2 separate regions of the Sus scrofa genome follow, and region 2 is linked to region 1. Evidence: chromatin contacts called from public Hi-C data. All regions are on one chromosome and are shown on one strand. The core of a region is the stretch at or near the end of the contact, and the rest is flanking DNA. Distances in the headings are between cores, read along the strand shown.

The links. A called contact is a pair of places that touch in the nucleus more often than the background predicts.
Region 2: a contact with region 1 is called in a Hi-C map of embryonic fibroblasts, with 3 times the contacts expected there. The contact joins the promoter of DLG3 here to the promoter of PDZD11 in region 1. A contact is called at or near these places in 8 of 47 Hi-C or Micro-C datasets (blood, brain, embryonic fibroblasts and 3 more).

Annotation. Positions count from the first base shown.
Region 1 is chrX:56,316,421-56,321,995 of Sscrofa11.1, reverse strand. It overlaps PDZD11 (PDZ domain containing 11), which reads left to right and starts at 2,617. Exons shown (of 7, transcript NM_001001630.1): 1 at 2,617-2,690; 2 at 3,411-3,510; 3 at 3,932-4,015; 4 at 4,269-4,325; 5 at 4,629-4,727; 6 at 4,954-5,014; 7 at 5,173-5,575. The coding sequence starts at 3,424. The coding sequence ends at 5,207. It overlaps KIF4A (chromosome-associated kinesin KIF4A), which reads right to left and starts at 2,543. Exons shown (of 31, transcript XM_003360353.4): 1 at 2,411-2,543; 2 at 1,922-2,062; 3 at 1,700-1,814. The coding sequence starts at 2,041.
Region 2 is chrX:56,470,474-56,475,925 of Sscrofa11.1, reverse strand. DLG3 (disks large homolog 3) reads right to left here and starts at 3,985. Exons shown (of 20, transcript XM_021079732.1): 1 at 3,253-3,985. The coding sequence starts at 3,609.

The sequences.
Region 1 (5,575 bases), core at 1,368-3,867:
AACCAAAATTGAAAAACAGCTTACAAAGTAAATGGCCTGTGATCTTCAAAAGTGTCATGATCGTGAAGGTCAAAAAAAAAAAAGACTGAAGGAGTTTTAGAATGAAGGAGACCACAGAGGCAGTACAACTAGATACAGCATATGGTTTTGAACTGGATCGATTTTCTATAAAGGACATTGTTGGGACAAGTGATGAAACTTGAATGTGGTTTGAGGACTAGATGATAGTGATGTAGCAATGCTAATTTCAAGATTTTGATGGCTGTACTATAGTTATGTAGGAGAAAGTTCTTGTTTGTAGTAAATATACACTAAAGTATTCAGGGGGCCATCAATTTATTCAGGTCAACAACTTATCCCAAATGGTTCAGGAAAAAAAAGTTCTTTATGCTGTTCTTGCAATATTTCTGTAAGTTTGAGGTTACTGTTTTAACATTTAAGAAATTTGAAACAAAGTGTTCAATGCATCCTGAGCCATGACATCATTAAAAAAAAAGTGAAAGAAAAATATGCGAATAGCTGTTCCCTGGAAGAAGGTGTCTGTTTGTTTAGATGGATGAACTAACATCACTGGGTAGAAATTACCAGGAAGCGAATTTCATCTCAGTATAATCTAACACAATTAGAGTTGTCCAAAAACCAATCAAAAAAGGATCAATACAAGAAGAGGATATTACACTCATCAACATATATGCACCCAATATAGGAGCACCCAAATACATAAAACAAATACTAACAGACAAAAACCAATCAACAGGAGTAGGAGTCAGTGATATCCCTGTCCAAGAAAAAAAATGTTAACCAGATGTTGGAAGTTCACTTAACAGAGATATTGCTAGAAAGTATTTTTCTTAGGATGGAATGTTAGACTAGATGATGTACAAATGTCCCTTTCAACTTTAAGGGACTATTGTGCCTTGGTTCTACTTCTTTTAAACAGCCCTCTGCTCTGAATCCTGAATAACCTCTGTAGTAGAGTAACAATTAGATACCTCTCAGGCACTGCTCTTTTCTTCAGAACTTTGCTATGGTCTTCAATAACACCTTATTAATAAAGCCTTAGCTTCTGCAATAAATATAAATAAAATAATAAAGCCTTAGCTCCTGCAGTAAATATAAATAAAATAATAAAGCCTTAGCTTCTGCAGTAAATATAAACAAAATAGAAAGAGTAGAAATAAATAAAAAATACTCTGGCCAGAGTTTTTAGGGGCTTTAGGAAACCTCAAAGGTTTTAACTTTTAAAATATTTTTTCTTAAAGAGAGAAGTTAAACATTTAAAATTTCTTATGTATTTCTTCTGTATGTAGTCATCTACTTCCGCTCCTATCCCTGGACTTTGAACTCCTCGGGGCCATGGAAGATATATTATTTATCTCTGAATCCCTCAACAGGCTTTGCAGTGCCTGGGCCTCAAGTAGACTGGCACACTGATCTTCATCAGCACTCATCAAAGAGCTTTAGAATCTAATGATATGCCAGGACAAACAAACAAAAATGTATACAAGTCAAAGATGAGCAGAACCATAGAAAACAAATATAGTATAAAACTAGTTTCAAGGGTTCAGACAAGTGAGACTGAGTTCCTAGGCTATTGGTTTTTTGAGGGCAGAACTTATGTCTCATTCATGGTTGTACTGGCAGCACCTCATCATAGTGCCTGACACGTAGTGTATGCTCAAGAATCAAAGAGCCTCACCTTTAAATATGCCTTTTATGAGTGGTGCTACAGCTGTGTTGAAGACTTCCTCCTGTTCAGTAGAGGGGTCAAATACAAAATCGTAGGTAAAGGATTTATCAGTACCAACCACCACCTAGAGAAGACAAGGGAAAAGGAGTAAGAAAAAAAAGGCCAGACCACGCCCCTCACTGCCATTTGGCCCCAGCTGTTCACAGGCAGGCCCAGAACTTGGCTACGCACCTGAGGTTCCCCGGGTACGAAGGAAAGGCACATTTGGCAGCCCTCACTAATCTCTTTGGGGACCAGAGGGCGACATCGCAGTGCCACTCTTACAGGAATGCCCTTCACCTCTTCCTTCATGATCCTACCTCGGCACGGTCTCTGCAGGGGCAGAAAAAAAAAGATGCTCGGTGATGAATCTTGGTAGGTCGGCAGGGGTGGGAGAGTGTCGTCCCTCAGTCCTGGCCCTCCTCCAAGGGTGAGGTGGGTTAGGGAAGAGAGCGATAGCCTAAGGCGGCAGCCTCCGCCTCCCAGCGGGATCTCTGCCTCAGGAAAGTCACTGTCCCTCAGACCTGGCCACGACAGGACTGCCCTTTCGGCCAGAATGAAGAGAGCGAAGTGGCGTCTGAAATGGAAAGGAAAAGCCCAGAGGAGACGACGACAAAGAACCAAAGCCCCACGGTACCGGGAAAGGCAGATCCTGAACTAAGATGTGCCCCCTTAACTCACCAAACTGAACGTCCCTTCCCTCGTCTCCCGCCGCCCCGTCCCAACCGGAGCTTTAACCGCCAAGTTTCAAATCTGGAGGCGCCAGCCAATGGAAGCGCAGACAACCTGCGGGCCCAGCACGTACGCGACGCGCTCAGAAAGACGCGTTTGGGAGGGGAGGGCCCGCGCGTCGCACCCTGACCCCGCCCCTTTCCGACGCAGCCGAACATCCGCTTCCGGTTCCCAGACCGAATTGACTGTGAGCGGAACCTGAGGTGGCTGAGGCCTGCGGGTGGGAGAGGTAGTACGACGACCTGTATTGCGTCGTGTGCGCGGGACTCTAGCAGGATTCGGGTCGGGGATCTGGAAAGTGGCTGGTGGTAAAGGAAGGGTCGATCTGGGGACCTACGCCGTTACCGATCACATTAGAGAATGTGGGGCAGTGCCTTGCCCTCAGTCCGTGTGGATAGTTGGAGTGTGCGCTCCGTTGGATTTCCAAAGTAGTTACATTTTTTTTTCTTTCTTTTTCGGCCGCACTAACGGCAAATGGAAGTTGCTGGGCCAGGGATCCAATCCCAGCCGTAGCAGCGACTGTGGCAGTTACGAATCCCTAACCAACTGCGCCAGTCCAGGGATTGAACCTATGCCTCTGCAGCGACCCAGGCTGCTGCAGTCAGATCCTTAACCCCCTGTGCCACAGCAGGAACTCTAGTAGTCACATATTTTTTAGACGCGATCCTGATTTCCTCTTCTCTAGAATGAAGAGGGTAATATTTATTTTGCAGGAGTGTTGTGAGAAAGGAGATCACTTCTGTAGTGTATCTAACAGGTTGCTTGGCATCCAGATATTCAGCAAAGTTGATGGTTTTCTCCCTTCTCTCCCCAAATCTTTATCACCTAGAGGTGGGCTGGGCCTATAGACTGACAGCCTTAGGATAAGTTGGAATTAGTTTCTGAAACTTCTGAGCTTTTTTGCCTTTTGAACCATAGTCGTCAGTTTTGATTTACCCTTACATTCCAGGGCCTTAGTAGAGATGGACAGCCGGATTCCTTACGATGACTACCCGGTGGTTTTCCTGCCTGCCTACGAGAATCCCCCAGCATGGATTCCTCCTCATGAGGTGGGAACCATCTGTACCCTTGAGTAAGGGCTTTTTCCCATGAGCATGAGATGATACATGAAAGCTAGGATGGTAGGGTTAGAAAGCTCAGTGGAGAATTAATCTTAGTCAGCTGGATTCTGAGCATCTGGGTCCACTGAGATCTTCTTAGGGAAACCTGCCAGAGGCCATTTACACCAAAGAATTCTGGGAAATCCTTTCTCTTGAGGTAAAGAAATGGGGATCTACTGGGCTGCTAACATTTCCCCATGCTATCCATCTACCCATTCGGACAGTGTTATCTGTTCTACTTAAACTAAGTCCATGACTTCACATTATCCTGGCTTCAGGGTGATAGATTTGTGTTCTAGATGAAGGTAGATTGGTAGACTACCAGAAGGTAGACTGGTAGTAAGCTTTCTTGGGTTGCTGTGTCTTGCAGAGAGTATACCACCCAGACTACAACAATGAGTTGACCCAGTTTCTTCCCCGCATCGTCACACTAAAGAAACCCCCTGGAGCTCAGGTGAGCTTATGGAAAAATTGCCTCATATTCCCTGCTAGAACCAGGCCCAGAAGTTTGCCATGGTTGAGAGATGGATTGGGAAATAGCTAGGGAGGTAAAGAAACTTTTATGGACAGAAAAGCTGATACACCACTTCCATAACTTCTGACTTCTCTCCGAGGGACACAAGCCAAGCTATTGTACAGTTATGCTACTCAATGTTTTTGTGTTTGTTGTCTGTATTGAGCCCCCATTCTGTGCTCTTGTCTTACAGTTGGGATTTAATATCCGAGGAGGAAAGGCCTCCCAGCTAGGCATTTTCATCTCCAAGGTGCGTGTGCCTCATAGGCAATAATGGAGCCACTTCCTTTGTTATCAGATTGCAGAACCCTGATGTTCCAAGGGTGGGGAGAAGGATGATTCAGTAGACTCATAGAAGGGGCATGCTGGGGATACCCTTCTTTGCCCACTTAAAACTTCCCACTTGGCAAGCCACCTATTTACCTATGTTGTCTCTCACACACACACAAACACACACTTAAAATAGTGCCTTACATTTGAATAGGACTTAATTTCACTTACATTCTTTGAAATTATCCCACCTTTATTATATATATTCTGTCCTTTCCAACAGGTGATTCCTGACTCTGATGCACATCGAGCAGGACTTCAGGAAGGGGACCAAGTCCTAGCTGTGAACGATGTGGATTTCCAAGATATTGAGCACAGCAAGGTGAGCACAGGACTTGGTCTGTGGTGAGGCATGAAGCCATCCCAGGTAGGCGAGAGTGGACAGGATTAGCCTAATCCATAACTTGATAAGAAAGAACCTCTCCTTGATACGAGGGAAGCAGCTGTCAGTGACCCAGAAGGTTCGAGTGGCAAACTGTTTTCCTCCTGTTCTGATTCTGTCCCGGGTCATATCTCTTCATTTGTACAAGCTGCTGTGTTCCTTCTAGGCTGTTGAGATCCTGAAGACAGCTCGTGAAATCAGCATGCGTGTCCGCTTTTTTCCCTACAGTAAGTGCCACTCTCTTTTTGGCTTACCGGGCTGAATCCTTGATAGGAGCTCTTTAAATACTGATTACTGGAGGCCCCACAAGTTGGGGGTGGGGAATTGGGAGCTCAGGCCGGAAAATAACCTGCTGTTTTCCTCCTTTTCTTTCTTTTTTCCCCAGATTATCATCGCCAGAAAGAGAGGACTGTGCACTAGAGACTCACAACCCTCAGCCCTCCACATGGAATCTTCTAGGACAAGCTAGCTAGGCCTCAGGGAAGTCACTTGGGGAGCTCTACTCTCAGCCCCACCCTGGCAGAGGGGAGCGAGGGGGATGGGGAGACAGCCAGTCTCTGCACTGAGCCAGCCAGCCAACTGCATTTTCTCAACTGTACTGCACTTTAAGTTCCCTAGTTTTCCAGGTGAGCTTCATTTCCTGAAAGGAGAAGGATGGCGATGTCTAGGTACCCTTAGCCTGTGGAGAACCCTTGCTAGAGAAGGCAGCTGACATTTGTTGAATACCATGTGCTAGGCAATTCCATGTATGTCATCATTTTCATTAGTGTGTATGAATCAATAGAAAA
Region 2 (5,452 bases), core at 2,736-5,235, 150 kb before region 1:
CACCCAGCCATCTGCCCTCTGGAGATCCCCAGTTGATCCCAAGACACCTTTTGGCCACCGATGGGATATGTTGACCCTAAGGAGGTCCCCTTCCCCTTGCTTCCAGCCATATCAGCCCAAACCCAGCTGCTCATTTAGCCCAAATCAATTTTCTGGGATGAAGCCAGCCAGTGGTGCACTCACCAAGAGGCTGGGCTCTGGGGTTTCGGGGCTCACTAGGAGGGGTTGCAGGGCTGGCCTGAGGGGGATGGCAGAAATGGAACATGGCAGGCAAACCATGCCACATTCAGCATCCATGGGGGCACCCAGTGGCCTGGACAGGGACCTGCTCCCCCTCTGAACCACAGCTCTCCCTGACTTGGGGATCACAGACTGCCACCATGTCAGAGCTGGTAGGACAGCAGACAGACACCATCTTGTTCAACCTCCCTCATGTGACAGATGGTGACACTGAGGCCAAGAGAGGACGTGGGTTGTGCCTAAGGGCATGTTGGGAGTTAGTGGCAGGGCAGGGGCTAGAACCCAGATCTCCAGGTGCTCTTTTGGTTAAAGCAAGCTGCCAAGCCCATTGATGTTCTGGCCACTCATCACCTTCCCCAGCAGAGCTCGTGGGAAAAAGGAAAGTTACCCCTTCAAAGTATTTCACAAACCCTCAGTCTATATCTCCTGTGTTCCCAAGAACCCGATTCCTCAAATGGGCAGACGGAGTCAAAGTCTTAATCCATTTTTTACCCAGGGGCTTTTGATCCCAAACCCTTTGTGTTTCCCAGCAGAAAGGGATCCAGTCAGGAGTCAGAGGCAAAGCCAGGGGTATGACAGGAGCAGAGTAGACAAGATTCCCCATGAGAGAGAAGCTGACAACCCATGGACTGACAGGGAGCAGAGTCCATGGCCTTCAACATGCCATAGCTATGGGAGGAGAAGCAAGGGAAGGGGATGGAAACACAGGGTTGGTCTGACCAACCCATAGAAGTAGCCTCCCAGACAGGACATACTCGTGGCCACTGTCAAGTGAAAATGTGAATCTGGACAGACAAGTAGCACCTGCTCCCTGACTCTCATGCTCATCCCCAAGAATGGAGATAGCCTCTTGCCTCTCTCCCAGATAGACTGGTGTCCCTCCCCATCTTTCTCTGGCCATGATGCCCCTTTCCTGACCCCTGGTCTCCTTCTCTGAAGAGAGGAGCTGCACCCCTAGGGTGAGGTATCCTCACCAAGCCCTGCTCTGCTTCTCCCTCCCCCCTCTGCCCCATACAGCTTAAGCTTCAAAAGCAGAGAGGAGGAGAGGAGGAAAGGGCTGGCTAGTCATGCCTCCATCTTTTCTGAGCCTGGCCCCAGGACTTTATGCCTGAAGCCCTAGGAATTGGTGGGAGGACTCTCTGCAGCCCCACTCTGGTCCCTGATCAGATGGCTCTTCAGAGCCGGGAAACCAAGACAGCCACCTGAAGTACAATGCAGCAGACACACAGGCAAAAGGATTCACATGCAGCTCTTATATACATCTGGTATACCATGTGTGGCCACATGTGATAGCCATGCTTCAAGCCTAGCTCCAGCAAGACCTAGCAACTCTTGGTTCCCACTGGTCCACCCTCCAGCCTCTCGCTGCCCCTCCCAGGGAATCAGCTCCCAGAGCCAGGAGCCATCTAGGGATCAGCCCTGGCAAACAAACCTTGACCAAGTGCCCCAGCCTTGGGACTGGCACCCATCTCCCAGTTCATCAGGACAAGCATGAGAGAGTGTTTACAAGGGAAGGGTCCTAGGATGGAGGAGAAAAAGAGAAAGGGGGGCTTTGCTGGAGAGGGCCAGGGGCTGAGGCAAGGGACACGGGAAACAGCTAGTGTGGACAGACTGAAGGCCAAAACGGAGGACTCCTCTCCCGAGGAACTCCCCACCTTTGCTTCTGAGCGAGAGCATATCCGATCCCTGAAGGGGGACAGAGGTGGCCAGAACAGTCCCCAGCTTGGGGCAGCCAGCACCTGCCCTCCACAGCAAAGCCTTCTCCTCCCCTTTCCCTACCCTGGGGGCTGCAGAGCCAAACGACCAGACAGGCCTTCCGCCATGCATGCCAGGGACCTGGCTCTGCCGGCCCAGCCTCCATTTTGCTGCTTCTCCCACAGATGCTCCTTCCATTTTCTAAGCTGGCAGTTTAGGCAGGGAGTGGAAGCCGGAGTTGTGCCCAGCACCCAGGGGTTCCCAAGCTGTGCTAAATCAGGGCTAGGGGGCCAAGTTCTCCCACATCTGGGGGTACCGAAGGGGGAACATGCCCCACTGGAGCCAGTCCCTGCACCAGAGCAGCTGCCCCTTGCCTGGATCTAGGCAACATGCCTGCTCTGGAGCGAGAAAGCTTGCTTCAGTTCCCCCCCCCCGCCCCGCTCCCCCAGCACACACACTTCAGAGCTGCTTGGACAAAAGAGTCCGTCCTTCTCAGCAGCCTCTCAGCCTTGCTTGGGACGTGTCCCTCGCCTCCTCCCCCTCCCCTGCCTTGCCTGTCAAGCGCCTCTCACCAGGGACAACACACACACACACACAGAGGTACATGCATGCACACACTTGCATCCACATGCTCACACACATATACATGTAGCCACACACACGCAGGAAAATACAGCTATCCCTGCAGCTTCATCTACAGAGACACCTCCACATTCAGAGAGACATCCCCACATGTCCATGTGCACATTCACACACAAAGGGACTAGGACAGAGAGGGACTCATGGCATCAAGGGATGAGGCTCAGTGAGCTGGGCACATGGGCTTCTCCACATAGATTCACAGGAGCTCCATTGCCTTCCTCCACACACCTCAACATACACACACACACACACACACACACACACACACATGTCCCCCCTACGCAAAGCACCATGCCCCCTCCTCCCCTCTTTGGAGACACACCACACACAGCCCCCGCAGAACCTCCCGCCCCCTGCCAGACACAGAGACACTGCTAAACCCCGCACTGAGAGGAGCCCAATCCCCCCAACAAGAACATGTGCCCCTCCGCCATACCTTCACCTCCTGACACACAGCTCCTCCCAATCCCCTCCAAATGGAGACCCCCCAACAGACACACACAGGGAAGCACACATTTCCCACCGCCTCTCTTGGCCCAGCTGCAATGCTAGGGCTCAGGGTCCGCTGGCTTGGAGCCCCTGGAGTCCCTGCTGCACCCCAGGCCCCTAGGCCCCCATTCTTCAGTCCCCGCGGGTTGCCCCTCCACCCCCCCCCCCACCACCGCTGTTCCATACCTGCTCATACCAGTCCCGGTTGGTACAGGTGCATTCGGGCCACCAGCTGGGACCGCTGCCGTTGAGTTTGGGGGTGCTCTTGCCCGGAACTGGCTTAGGGGGCACTGGCCCCACATCCCGGCCGGTGGGGATGAGCTTGGCCTTGGTGCGGGGGGTGGGGGTGGCCCCCGCCTGCGAGGGCAAGGTCTGCGAGCTGTAGCCCCCATAACCGGCGCTGGCTCCATTGCCCCCGCCCGGTCCGTAGGGGTCGGGTACCTGCCAGTCCCCGTAGCCCGGAGGCTCAAGACGCCGCAGGGCGGCCAGGCGGGTCACCTCATAGCACTCGGGGCACTTACAGCAGTGCTGGTGCTTGTGCATGGCACTGCCCCCGCGGCCCGGACCCCCCAGCCCACGCCGGTTTCCACGCCGCCGCCGCCGCCGGGCTCCCGGGCACACTCACACTGCTCGGACCAGGAAGGGGGGGGCACCCGTGGGGGCGCCCGGGCGGAGCGGGGCCTGGGGCCGGGCGGGCGTCCCGGGGCCTCTGCCCCCACGCTGCCCCGCACCCACGGCTCCCCCTCCAGCACTGGCGGCTCCGTGTCGCCCGTCGTGGCTCCTGGGCCGAGGCCCAGCGGCAAAGAAGAAGCGGGAGCCTGGGCAGAAGCTGGGTGCTGCGAGGACCGCTCCTGCACTGGTCCCCAGGATGGATCTGAGTGGAGTCAAGAGCATCTCTCCCTGGCTCCCCTCTCAGTTGATTCCAGCCAATCAGCGTGCAGAATCAGGCAGCGGCAGCGGCAGTGGCAGCGGCAGGAATGCTAAACAGCGGCTTCTTAAAGGAACAGAGGCATTGGTGCCCCTAGGCTCAGCCCCAGCCCCAGCTTCCCAGATATCTGGGGAACCACTGACCCTAAGGCGGGGGCAGGGGACTTGAGCCACGGGTGAACTCAGCCTCCCAATCCGTGCCCCCTTCTCCCCAATTTCAGTCCATCCTCCGCCCTCTCCACCCCACCCCACTACCAAGAGGGAGTTGCAGGGAAATGCTCAATGGGTCCCCAGCCTTGCTCTGAGCTTGGGGCCACCAGAAGTAAAGATCTGAGGCGGCAGAACAGATCCAAGGGACCTTAGAACAAGGTGAGTAAGGTGCTCTCTCTTAACAGGGGACCAAGGAAGAAGGCAGTTTATGAGGCTACTCTCTTGTCAGTGCCTTTTCCTCAGGACTATTGTACTCTCAACCTCTAGGCCCCCAAATGACTATAACCTCACACTTGACCTGCTCCCATTACCAATGAGGGACTCAAGCTTAGAACAGGAGAAAAGGAAAGCCCTAAGCTCTTGTCCCTTGCACACAGACTCCTGTTTCCTCCGCTGACTCCAGCATGTTATGATGGAGGAAAGCAATTCAGGATGCCAAGACAGTAAAGAAAGTTCAGCAGGAGGAAAGGTAAGAAGAGATCTGAAGTGAACGAAGCCCAGGGGTCTGGGAAAGAGTTGGGAATACCTGGCTCAGCCTGTTGGCAGATAGAGGAAGGATGACAGGCTGAGAAAACTCTTATCTGTTTGCTATTCTTATTTCGTCATTAGCTACAAACTAGTGAGTCTTTACCAAGTCCTAAGTGGTTTACATGCAAACAAAAGCCCTACCAAGGTGCTACTATTATTGCCTGACTTTTACCAATGAGAAATTGAGGCTCAGAGATGTTAATACAGTTAGGTAACATAGCTGGAAGTGACAGAATCAGGATCCACATCCTGGTCATTTGACTCCAGAGTCCATGCTCTGAACCACTCAAGTACAACAGGTCTATTCCAAGTTTTCCTGCCAAACTCAGATCTCAGTTCAGTGAATATTCATTGCATATCTACTCTGTGCAAGACCTTGACCTAAGCCCTAGGGCTACAGAAATTCATTCTTTTTTTTTTTTTTTTTTTTTGGGTCTTTTTGCTATTTCTTGGGCTGCTCCTGCAGCATATGGAGGTTCCCAGGCTAGGGGTCTAATCAGAGCTGTAGCCGCTGGCCTACACCAGAGCCACAGCAACACAGGATCTGAGCCGCGTCTGCAACCTACACCACAGCTCAGGGCAATGCTGGATCATTAACCCACTGAGCAAGGGCAGGGATGGAACCCGCAACCTCATGGTTCCTAGTCGGATTCGTTAACCACTGCGCCACGACGGGAACTCCCAGAAATTCATTCTTAATTCAACGAATCTTCACTGAGTA